2 separate regions of the Mus musculus genome follow, and region 2 is linked to region 1. A link is a contact called in public Hi-C data. All regions are on one chromosome and are shown on one strand. The core of a region is the stretch at or near the end of the contact, and the rest is flanking DNA. Distances in the headings are between cores, read along the strand shown. Region 1 overlaps Herc3 (hect domain and RLD 3). Region 2 holds the start of Fam13a (family with sequence similarity 13, member A).

What was found. Hi-C and Micro-C count contacts between places; a contact is called where the count stands out from the background.
Region 2: a contact with region 1 is called in a Hi-C map of olfactory sensory neurons, with 1.8 times the contacts expected there. The contact joins the promoter of Fam13a here to the enhancer-like site in region 1. A contact is called at or near these places in 3 of 39 promoter capture datasets (the C10 cell line, cranial neural crest and neural stem cells), 3 of 484 Hi-C or Micro-C datasets (the C10 cell line, nephron progenitors and olfactory sensory neurons), 2 of 115 datasets of contacts at active chromatin or transcription factors (the NIH/3T3 cell line and embryonic stem cells) and 3 of 9 other capture datasets (adipose tissue, liver and pancreatic islet).

What each region holds. Positions count from the first base shown.
Region 1 is chr6:58,877,283-58,883,719 of GRCm38.p6, reverse strand. All of the region lies in intron 16 of Herc3 (hect domain and RLD 3), which reads right to left. Among named protein-coding and RNA genes, the nearest start is that of Nap1l5, 27 kb to the left of the region's middle. Within about 2 kb of position 2,134, at least 48 of the 459 cell types and tissues checked have an H3K27ac peak or open chromatin away from gene starts, as enhancers often do. A contact at or near this core is called in the NIH/3T3 cell line, adipose tissue and olfactory sensory neurons, where this site is marked.
Region 2 is chr6:59,022,059-59,028,484 of GRCm38.p6, reverse strand. It overlaps Fam13a (family with sequence similarity 13, member A), which reads left to right and starts at 3,983. Exons shown (of 18, transcript NM_153574.2): 1 at 3,983-4,173. The coding sequence starts at 4,145. Gm52905 (a long non-coding RNA gene) reads right to left here. Exons shown (of 2, transcript XR_003956447.1): 2 at 3,575-6,041.

The sequences.
Region 1 (6,437 bases), core at 885-3,384:
ACTCGATGCTATCTCTCAATTTTGATCCTATGGCTCAGTTCTGCTGGCCTCCAATAGCAGTCCCTCTGGACTCAGCAGCCCTGGGAGCAGCTGCTTTTCACATGGCCTCTGAACTCCGGCTTCTTGAACTCTTCTGTAGACAAGGTGTAACCTGTGTGTATACTGTGTGAAATATAACCTAGGGTTTCACAGGTAAGACTAATAATTAAGACTAGCACAAAAGAGCTTGTAATTTTCTAATGGCCAGCTATTGTGATAGCTAGCTCATATGGTCAATTTATAATCTTCTGAAAAGCATTTTGGATATATTGGTAAGGGTGTTAAAAGGGGAAATTAATCACCAGGGAAGTGTGAAACATCATCCTATGGGCTGGGTTCCTGGCCAGAATAAAGAGAATGCCAGATTAAGGGGGTAGAACAGTTAGTGGAGTGCATGCCTTACACATATAAAACCTTCAGTTTGATTCCCAGCACTATATAGACTGAGCATGGTGATGCATGCTTATGATCCTCTTACTCAGAGAAGGTAGGGGTGGAGGGGAGGAGAGGGGAGGGCAGGGGTAGGGGAGGGGAGGGAAGGGATGGGATGGGATAGGGGAGAGAGGAGGGAGAGAAAGAGAGCTATCTGAGTGACTAAACTCCTGAAAGATACCATGAATTCGGCTGCTCCCGTTGCTATGCCTCATCCCCCATGAGCGACTGCATCCCTCTGAACCTCTTTAAATTGCTTTTTTTTTTTCAGGCTTATAGTCACAGCAATGTGGAAAATAACTAGTAAATGTGAATTCACTGTTTTTTAATAAACTGATACTGCAGTAAGACACAAACATATCCATCTATGTTTCTAGCACGCTGTGCTCATGACATTATGTAGTAAATATCTTTAACAGAAACACAAAAATGAGCAATTAAGATCATCTTGAAAAGAAAACAATGAGCAAAATTCATGCTAAGAGACCTGAGTGGGCTACGCTGCTGTTGCTTTAATGTCTCCTAGAATGTTCTGTGTTCTCAAAATGATTCTCTGAACAAAATAAAAACATTCTGAAAGATCTCTTCTTACCTGTGTGTAATCACACAATTTACACTTATCTGTTAATGACTGCGTGGGCGGGTTATAAACATTCAACTGTGTGAGAACACTGAGAAAAGAAAAAGAAATTGTTGCTTGGTAGATGCTGCAGTTACTAAGGATACTAATACTAGCTTGCTCCGTGAATAAGATCTAACAGCAGAGGGAGAAAAAGCGCTGAATCATTCTAGAAGGCCTGTGGGAGAATGAAGCCTGCGCCTGGTGGCTGAAAGTCCTTCTCTAGAATGCTGGAACATTCGCTTCCAGGGACACACTAGCTCACCACTCTGAGCTGTTGAAACTCAGCATTTGGCTGACCATAATGTTTTCTTATTTAGTTTGGTTTATGTATATTATATGAATAAGAACTATACTTCCTTTTGTGTTTATGCATATTTAAATGAAGTCGTACAATAGCAATAATAATTACAGTTCATCCTATTGATACTTTAGAGCTATATTCCTTGAGGGATTTTAGAACATTTCTCTACACTGAGAAACACCAGAGACAATTCCAGTCCATGGGACCAAGTCTAGAACATATAATGCAGGTCAGTGCACACATAATGCAGGTCAGTGTAGTTTACTTTCATACTAATATATCAAAATATTTTGAATGTAAGTATTGAATTGATCACATCTTATAAGGCTGCTTATCCTGGGTTATCCATTTCCCAGAAATGGGTCTCACAAACTTAAGGTTCTATGGTAACAATGAACTTCAAGGTCTCTGCCTGCAACAGAGTTGTACCTATGGCATAAATTCATTTTTCAAACTATATGAAACAGGAACCATAGATAAGTAAAGTTCAGAGCTGAAGAATCAGAAACATCCTTTCTTAAATATGAAATCAATACTTCCTAGATATGCTGACCAGGAGGCTCTGTACATAGACATATAAACCCTGATACTAAAATAGAGCTACCTCTGTTCTGGCTCCACCTTCTCTTCCTTGCATGTGCCCAGTATTGACATCTAAAGACAAATACTCCCCATGTGTGCATCTCCTCTGATGCACCAGTAAGATGTCAAGATTTCTCAGATTTCTGTCTCTGAAGGCTTGTGCAAACCACTGAATGTCTCACTCGCACTGCCCTCTACAGAGCCTACAAAGATATTCACTCTGTACGCCTTTCAGTTTTCAAATAAAGACTGTGGCACATTATTAACAAATAAGATAAACCACTACTGGCTTTCCCTCTTCCATCTCATCTTCTTCCTTTCCTTTTTTATTTTTTCAATATAGTATTTTTTTTCTTGTTTATTTGGGAATTTCACATCGTGAACCCTGATCCTCCCAGGTCTGCCTCCTCCCCACTGTTGTGACCTCCTTCTACAAAAGAAGAAAAAATAATATAAAAACCAAGTCCAATGTATGTTGTCTATATACTCAGTGGAGTATGGTCACATTACAGTAGCCGGCACCTTAAAGAAAACTGAGTCCTTCCCTAACCACACTCCTGCCAGAAGCCATTATGGAGAACTACACTTCAGCATCCTTATCACAATGTTTTAACAGTTCTCTTTGATGGCTTTCTATCTAGGCTGCTGTGGTTTTCACGGGGAGGAGGCGTCACAGAAGCTTTCTCAACTGTGAGTCTGTAGTCAGTGATACCACGGAAATAGTAGCTTCCTTGCCTTTTACAGTCAGCAGGAACACAGATCATGGACTTTTACAAAGTTTCTGGCAACCACATGAACTAGGGACTTCAGAATGGCCTCAGGTGGTTGCACAGGCCACTCACATCGACATAGCCTCTAGTGCCAATCTGGAGACCATGGACACCAACATGGCTTCCTGTAGTCTAACAGACTATAGACATCTACCCGGCCTCTAGTGGCAGCCCAGTCACGAACAATCCACATGAACCTCAGGCCTCAACAGGGCCTGTGGTAGCAGACTAAGGAAATGGGCTCCAGGGGAAGCATGGGCGATAGAGCTCTTTGAGGCAGTCCACTCATGAAAAGAACTGATTTTCATCTCCGGCATTCTGTTGCTTCTCAGAACCAGGGCAATCATGTGGCTGAGTAGTATGTTTGGGGCTGAGTCTGCACAAGCTCCAGTGTGGGAAGCCAACTCCAAGATGGCGCCGGTTTCCGGTTGCCGTTGTCATAAACACCACCACTGCGCAGGTGTCAATTCGAATTTGGCGCCAACCCCTCCCTTGTGAGTGCATGCAAATTGGGTGCCTGCAGACTGACCAATCCCACGTGGCCACGGAGCCTTCTCCTGTGCTGGGGTGCATATAAGCAGGGCTCCCTGGGCGCCCCGGGTCCCTGTAGAAGAGCAGACTCCAGGCTGCTTCCCATCACCCTGTCAACTCTACTCTGCAACCCCTGTCCACAGCAGCCTTCTCTCACGCCTGACATCACCGCCCAGTCCCTAGCTCTATGTCACTGCTTCTCCGCTCCTCAGTCTTTCCTACCTCTCCCTCGTATAACTGTTGATGGTAGTAGCCCTGGAAACTGTACAGTGTCACATGGTGTACAGATCTACATGCTAATATTCATCACAATGAGGTCTGGTTTAAGGTTCCTGAAGCACCATAAATATTGGACCATTACCAAGAGTCTCGGATGTCCTGCTGTCGCCCAGAGTAAGGGTGACGTTGTGGCTAGGTTCTGCAAGAGCTCCTGGCTGCCTCACACCTCCAAGGCCTTGATGTAGACTGCCCCAGGCTCGCCAGGCTTGCCCTTTGTACTTGTAGCATGTGGGCACCACAGCTCTGCACTATCTGTCTTCCAACAGGGCAAACAGTGTAAGCTGCAGTTGCAGCAGCTTCATGCTGGGGACCAGCTGTCAGGTCTCCTGTTGAGCTTACAGGCTGCAGGCAGCACCACTCTACCTGGTTCTCCAGTCACAGTGGCTCAGCGTTGATGGCTGGCTGGCCGAGAGGTCAAGGGCAGCAGCCCTATTCAGTAGTGGCATGTTTCCAAGGGAGCTCCAGGCTGCCTGCTGCACACCATCCTGTCCTCCGTGCCAGCTGACAGGGTTAGGCTTGTCAGATGTGGGCAGCACTGATGCCTGTGCCTTTCATCTCCCAGCAGGACAAGCAGCACTAGATGCTACCAGGGTGGCTCCATGCTGGGGCTAGCCAGCAGGCCTAGGGTGAGCCCTATTCTGTATTGATTGACCTGTTTCTAAGGGAGCTTCAGGCCGCAGTTGTAGGTGTCACCCCTGCTCCTGGCTCTTTGCTTGTCAGACACAATCTTTGTGCTTGCAGCTGGCTGAGATGCAACAGTGAAGGGTATAGATTGGTGGTTCTCTGAGGCACGAAGCTCTGCTCCACCATCTTTTTTTCCAATTCCGTGAGTCCACTGTACCAGCATTTTCACATAAGCCTTTATCTTTAGCTTTGTTTGTCCATCAACAGAACCCATCCTTTGGGGAGATGCCACATGTGCCTGGTGACCTCAGATCTTCCCCTAGTTCCTTAAGCTATGGGACCCATCACATGTTCATTTAGTAGTTTTGATGCAGTCACACTTTAACCTTTATTGTGCATGGAGATAATTGTTACAGGGAACTATTTTCCAAATTTGTTCTGTATTTAAATATGTCTAAAATAAACTAACTGCCTGGTATCAGACTTCAGAAGTTTGAGCCACCCTGGCTAGATCTTGCTGGACTGAGTGCCTTTCCATGGTGCATTTGTCTGCAGGCCTCAGCAATTGCAGGGATACCACCCACGCCCACACAGTTCTTTCAGGGTGAACCATGAAGAGAAGGACAGACTTCTCTTCAGAGCAAATGGAGCTAGAGAAAACTATTCAATTTGCCCACGCCTCTGTATTCTACCTGGGTGTGAAGCAGTTACTCAAGACTTGTGTCCATCTCTAACATTTTATAATTTACAAACTGACATTTTATAACTCTAAAAAAAGCAAGACTAGAGCCACTGATGCTCCCATGTTAGAATTCCAGTATCAACTCTTTTAAAATATGATTTCTACTAAAAAGTATTTTTGTTTTCAAAACAATAACAAAGCCTTACAAAAATTATAAAGTGTCCCAAATTTTTAATTTTTCACTAGAATATCTCTATTACTTTAATCATCTATCATCTAACAAGGAAAACTAACTTGGCTATTTATTTAAATACACTTATATAAATATTTTGCCTTAAGAGACAACTGCAGAGCTAAAATCCATACATTAAAAAAAATGCCACCCTAATGCTAGTAATGAATATGTGAGACTAGCAAACACTCATTTCAGATGCATTTGCTGCACCAGCTGGATTAAACACAAGTACCAAATGACCACTTGTTTTCTGATATTCAGATTTGCATAAATCCTAAATCCCTTGCATATATCCAGGCCATTCTGCTATCGCTGAGCAACTGCTGCCATGCCTAAGGTGGTAGGCAAGAATCCACAGACCTTTGAGTTCTGTGTCAAACATCATCAGAGTTGGGACAGGAATGTATGACATTTGTATTTGAGCTATCTTCAGTAAGAGATGGCCACAAGGTCTGGAAAGTTGACCTAATAAGAGTGAAATAGGCTATCTGTTAGAAAACGAACATCCAATGACCCTAAGTGTCAGGGATAAATCAGTGGGGATGTGGCACACAGAGCATCATCTCAAAGACGTTTTTGCACTAGCCAGCTAGGGACTTCTGGAAGCCAGTTATGTGCCGGATCTCCCAAGACCCAACAAATACTTAAAGTTTATATATTAATGTCTTGATTTTTAATTTGAGGCTCAAAAAAGTAAGTAAACAGTATAAATATATGTCATTCTCCCTAATTTCAATTGTATGAATCAGCAATATTGAGAATATTTCCTTGGACTAGAGACACAGTTCACTAGGTGGGTGCTGGTCTAGCTGAACAAAGTCCTCCGTATGATACCCAGCAGTGCATAAAATACAGGTGTGGAAGCACACACTAATAATCGCAGAACTTGGGAGGAGGTGAGGGGCAGTAGGATCAAGGTCATCTTTGGCTATGGGAGTCGGAAGCTACCCTGGATACATGAAACAAGGGCTTACAGAGAAGGCTCAGTAAATTAAAGAGTACAAGACCCAGGTTTGATCTCAGCACCCACATAGCAGCTCACAGTAGTCTGTAACTCCAGTTCTAAGAGCTTAAATGGCCTCGCCTGGCTTCTGCAGGTACCAAACATGCATATGGTACACAGACCTACATCCAAATAAAACACTCAAACACATAAAGTAAAATGCTTAAATAAATAAATAAATAGATTGATAGATGAACAAGAGCCCCTGAAACAGCCACACTGTTGTACAACAGAATTCTAGAACTATCTCAGCATGGTGACCTGGAACCTAAAATGCATTAAAAACAACTGGAGTTTCCCAGTGCCTCCAGACCGCCTCTGCCAACCAGCCACTGTC
Region 2 (6,426 bases), core at 2,734-5,233, 140 kb before region 1:
TCACCTTCCTTGCTGGTGACCTCATTAGGATGCAAGCAACTATATGATTTGGTCAGCATCCTGCTAATTAATCATAAAGAGGGCAATGCTGGTGACATCACTGCCATCTCGGTTAATGTAACCACATGGCATAACCTATAAAACTTTCTGATCTCACTGAGCCCTCTGGAGATCACTGCACGTCTTTTCATATTAGACTAAGGATCAGATCTCCCAGGTGATTTATTTTATTTTTTTATGTTTTGTTTTGTTTTGTTTTAGTTGTAATACGTTATTTTACATGTTATATTTGCTGGTTTCTAGAAGAGATCTAAGAGTGTTTCCAGTCGCAAGCCTCTAGCACTGGCTTCCTACAAAAGGATCTATCTCTGAAATCTTCCCTTATAGGCTTAGATTTTTCTAAGCCTATTTTATTTAAGATTCTTAAATGTTTCAACTTCCCTTCTAGCCTACCAACAAAAGATAGGGGAGAGAGATGGTTAGTAGGGCAAAGGGGCTTGTGGACCGATCTAGAAGTAGCTCTTTGGGACAATTTCAAACATGAGTCAATAGTGACAGTCCAGTTCAACCACCAAACACCAAACACAAATCAGTAACAGTGACTTTATCCAGAAGAAATCTCGAACTGCCACAAAATTGGCACAGAAGTCCACAAAAGCAGCAAAAATCAGCCAAAATGCCTTGAGCAGTTCTTTGGTGTGTCATTCTCTACAAAGTCACAACAAGTAAAGATCAGCAAAGACCAGCAAAGCATTGCAAAGAGTACCAATACAAGAGCATCATCAATGAAGACCTGAGAAACATTGAAAGGTGAACCAATGCACTGTCTGTCAGGTTCTACTTATACTCAAACACTGTGCGTCCTCTCAAGTGTCTGCCTCAGCAAACCATACTCAAAAGACAGCTTCCAGGAAGACATCGCATGACATAACTGCTTATCCAAAGAAACCAGAAATTTTCACTTCATTTGGTGGTCTAGGGTAGAATATCAGTAAAGCACAGAACCCAACAGAAATTCAAGGGATAAATTGCCAGGTTCTAGACAGTCTACTGTTAGTGGGAATTCAGCTATTGCTGGATTGGCCTGCCTGGAGACATAGGAGAATGGATAATGGCAATGTAGGCTCTGCTGTGCTTTAGTGCTTGCTTTCTTTGCCTGGCATGTCTAGGTTCATTTTCCTCTGATATAGAATGTTCTCCATTCCCATACCCCAAAATTGCATTGCTTTATACTTATCTGGTCTCGTTTTAGCCCCATGGCACTGTTACATGGGTACTCTTGCTGTTGCTTTTGCCTCTCAGTTACAGTAGGAGAGATGCATTAAAAAGAAAACAACAGCTGAAGTCATCACCTTCTGAGGCTTGTCAATTCCTGTTCCCAAAGAGTGACCCAGCAGATATGATTCATTTGGACAACTTCTATGCAGGTTGATAAGGAGTACAGGTACATTTGCTCCAACCAAATTGTGGTAAGATCCAGCAGCAAATTTTCTGTCCAATATAACAAGTAAGTTCAGTTTCACAGAGCAGAAAATGCCTTTTGTATGTATGCCACATTGGCACAGTATCCTGTGCTGGTTAAACTCACTGAGAAGCTTGCCTAGAAGAAAGGACTTGGAGCTCCCATTTCAGATTCAAGCATGTTTATCTCAATGTCTTCCCAAACCCCTGCCTGGGTCACACTGGCCCCTGACTCTGTGACAAGGAAAAGAAGAAAACAACACAGCTCAAGGGTCAAGTCATTGTGTCCTTAGGGTAAATTATTTCCAACACGGGATGCTGTTACTTATGTCGTGACATAGAGATGTGAATAGTAAAGGCAGCTAATGAGATGCTCATCTGTGGAGAGAACAGAGAGGGTGTTCTGCCTAGAAATCTTCAACCAGTGACTCTAGTGTTATAGTTCTGACTGGGATTCCTTAGCTGATGTCTAGGGGTGGCTGTAGATGTAGCTTTAAGAATGTTTTGCTGGGCATCTGGTGCTTCTGTTTACCTACATACATGCATTCAAAACCAAAACACAGCTAGGGTAGGTCACTTTTCTTGACAATGAAACTATAAAATAACAACAACAACAGCAGCAAAATGATTAGTCCTCTAAGCCTTTGAGAATGAAAAGAATCAGGCATGCTTTTTATTAGTCCCACCAGAAACCCTTAATAGATTTCAAGGTATGACTAGAGGAAAAGAAAATGGCTTTTCTAGTCATAGGCTTTACACTAATCTATCCTAGTTAAAATGGGGGAAATGTATGTCCTCTCTAATCTAAGATCAAAGTTCATAGTTACAAGGTGAACACGTAAGGATTTTTGACTCTCTCTCTCTGTATGTGTGTGTGTTTGTGTGTGGGTGTCTCTGCCTTTTATTTGCAGAAGGTATTCCTTCATGCCAAGGTTATTTTAATAAACTATCAAAACTCTTACTAAAATGTAAATGTTTTCTATAAGCACAGGTAATTTTAATTTGCAATATGTCTTAGTTAGGGTTTCTATTACTGCAATGAAAACATCATGACCAGAAAGCAAATGTGTGTGTGTGTGTGTGTGTGTGTGTGTGTGTGTGCGCGCGCACGCTCATGCGCGCCCTCACACACTATTTGGCTCACACTTGCACATTAAATTCATGATTTAAAAAAGCCAGGACAGGAACTCCAAGAGGGCAGGAACCTAGAAGCAGGAGCTGATGCAGAACCTGTGGACCAATGCTGCTTACTGGCCTGCTCATCGTGACATGCTTACCTCGATTTGTTATAGAACACAGGACCACCAGCCCAGGGTGGCACCATCCACAATGGCCCTCCCCGTCCAGTTACTAATTAAGAAAAAGGTCTTAAAAGCTATTCTCAATTGAGATTCTTTCCTTCTATGTAACTCTAGCTTGTATCAGGTTAATGCGAAAGTAGGCTGTGTTAGAACTTATTAAATTTGCATAATATGAAATAAATTGTACAAGATGTGTTTCTTGCATTGTATGAAGCCTGTGAACTACAATTACTTCCCTAGAAATAGTGAGTGGCCCTGAAGAAATTACAGGGGCTGGAGAACTGGCTGCTCTTCTGGAGGACCCAGGTTTGGTTCCCAGCATGGCCACTTAGCCATCTGTAACTCTAGTTCCAGAGGATTCAATGCCCTCTTCTGGCCCCCTTAGGCAACAGTCACACATGCCATGCAGATGCAGGCAAACACACACACACACACACACACACACACACACACATATGTGAGATACAAAATAATAAAAGATCATTTACAAGCACTTAGAAAATCTTATTGGAAAAATTGGTTTTGTAAAATATAAGAATATATAATAAGAAACAAATCTCTTCCAAGTGCAGTTGACATTTTGGGTAGAATGTAAAAACAACAAACAGAAGGGCCACACCAGTAGATGTTTTGATCTCCTGAAGACCTGAATCCAGTTAGGGCACCTTGTCCTCTTCCCCTTGAGTGATGTCACCAGGAACTGCTCACAACCTAGTGTAAATAAGTATCTGGGGAAGAAACTGTGGGTAGGGCAAGGGTTCAGGTATTTCGTCAGGAAAAGCCTAGAACAATCTGGAAAAGCTTTCTCTGGCTACTGTTTGGGTAGTTTTTATTTGTTTATTTATTTTAGAAAAAAACAAGGTGCAGTCCAACTTGGGCCTCAAAGAAACGGGACCTTAAGGGACGCTGTCTGTCCTTGACACTGCATTTCCTTGCTGGCTTTTCTTGCACTTTGAGCCATGCAGGATTGGGCTCCTCTGCAGTTATTGGTTGCTCTTCACAGACTGACAGACTTGTCTGGAACCTCTCAGAGGAAAGTTTCAGGTTGCTGGGGCTTGCCAAGCCCACTAAGCAGCGAGCAGAGCAAAGTGGGGTGGGGACAGAAGGAGGAGCGGGAGAAGCGGGAGGAGGATCAGGAGGAGGAGCAGCCTTTCACACTCCACTGCTCCGCCTCTGATTGGCTCTGGGTTTCAGCTGCTTCGCTGGAACAAAAGGTCAAAGTGGACTGCAGTGTAAATGTGGAGGCAGCCGATAAATATCCTTGCCTGCAGCTGGAGGTGGAGAGGCAGTGTCAGCTGCAGCAGGTTGTGTGTTCCGCGGGTCCTGCACACAGGGCTTGACTGGAAGGCACTCGGGGATCCCGTGCAGATTCGCACACGAGGATGGCTTGTGAAATCATGCCGCTGCGAAGGTAGTGTTCTCTGCTTCTTATGCTGTTTGGTATTTTCTGGGCAGCGTACTTGGCCAGTGCTCTCGGCATCATTAGTAACAGGCTGCAAACCTTGCAGTCTGTTCTGCACAGTGCTCTTTCCTCAGACCAGATAGAAACATTTAAATAGCGCACTTCTCTTTCACTGACACTTTTGTGTAGTTGCTCATGATTATTGGGTTCAGCTATACCTTCTTTTAAGGGAAGTGTATTTAAGACAATACCTCTGCAAACCGAAGCAAAGCAAACTGAATGGGCTTCCTGGGTCTCCAGGCTGTTAGAGCTCATAGATGGATCTGATTCTCTGCTCTCTAGGCAAGGACTTTCTTCAAGTATATTGTAGTTATCGGAATAAAGGTTGAGAACAATGTTTTTCCTTGAATAATTCTAGGTAGATTGGTTACCCAAATGACGCTTGGAAAAAAATAACAAAACAAAAACAAAAACCAAAAAGGAAAAAAAAAATGCTGTGTAAGAGTGATAGAGCACAGGGTTCTGGCTTTGCTTTTGAGGACTGTGATGGGGGCAGGGGGTGGGGTGTCTCTCTGAGTCCTATAGAAATAAATAAAGGTAACTAACTGTACATAGCCCTGGCTGTTAGGAAGCACACTGCTGGTGAAGTAGACCCGAGTGCTGAGTGCTGTGTGTTAAAGCCACTACAGAAATCACTGAGTCCTGTCCCCACAGAAAGTCTGAGCCGCCCAAGGTCACAGTTCATAGTTTAAAAACTGACTTGTGCTAATCATATGGTTACATCTGAATTGCAATTACTTAGTGATAGTGACATTTGACTTCATATATATGTTTCATTTACAGTTTTCTATGGAAAATGGTATTGTCAAAAATCAGACAGTAATGGCAATTTATTGAAAATACTTAGATGAAATGAATTTACTGAAAAGAAACAATCCCATGTATATTTTGTTTGTGCTTTAGCAACAGAAATATGATTTTAAAAGTGTATCATTTTTGGTAAAGAGATTCCTTCAGGCTGGCTGTGGTGAGAGCCAGTGTGGTTGTTTTTCTTTTGCTGTCCTGACATGTCCACTGTAATAGGAACTTGATGTGGTGTTCAGAGTACCTTATCAGAGAATTGATACTTAATGTAGAAGAAAGTGCTGTGTAGAGTAATCTATAATTCTACATTGATTTGGTGGAAAAGTCCCCATGCTTGAAATTTCTAAGAGAACAAAACTAATGTACACTTTTTGGAGTTTTAATATCTAATTGTTAGGTTGGGAACTTTTGTCCTTCCAATGATGTCGGTCCTCAAGATCTCTAAGCAGGTCATGTTTTAGATAAAAAGTATTGGCCATTACTAAGCCCTGTTGTAGCTACACAAAAATAGAATGCCTGCTATGTAGAGCAAAAATGACCATGTGAGTTCCTGAAAACTATTTTACATTGTTGGTCGCTATAGTGAAACTAGAAATCTCAGTGTGCATTGCAGAATGCTGAGTCATGACTTTTGTCTCTCTGGTCACTCCTCACCAGCTCACTGTGCACTCAATGTCCCCTTACTTCCAAGCCCCATGGCAGGGATGATTGATCCCCTGGCAATCTTCACTTGCAGTTTATTTCTGCTTTTGATTATACACTTCTTGAAGACAACGGCCAGGTGTGTATGATGAGGCTTTCTGCACAGAGGTCCCTTGTGAGTCTAAGTGTTTATGCCGAATCGCTCATGATCTTGCAGGGTGTCTCTCTTCAGATCTCAGGCCAATGTCTTTGGCTGTTGTTCTCCATGTTTGTTATAGAAATGATCCCCATTGCTGAGGATCCCATCCTCAAGCTCCCAAAGGAGAGAGTTTATAGACTCGTGCAAGGTTTCAGTGCCAGAGTGCTTGAAACTGAATTGAAATAAATAGGTAAAATATTAGCTTTAAACAAGAAGTAAAGCAATTCATGGTGAATAGTGCATTGAAAATACTGGTGTGAATTCTAGTTAATGATTATAGCTTGTAGAAATCTATTGACAGCTGGTCCATGTAGTAATCTGACACTATGCTGCCTAACATTGGCACATAGCATATTTAATATTATGGCCTTATGGGAGGTATTCTTTTCAGTTTTGCCTGTTCAAACAAAACTTACAACATTGTTTAATGTTTTCTCCTTGATCAAACACTACTGCCCTGCCAGTAAGGAAATTAAGACACAAGTTCTGCTGTCCCACACTAGTGAGGACGCAGAAACATCACCAGGCAATTGCAATGCCATGCGGTAAATTCTGTA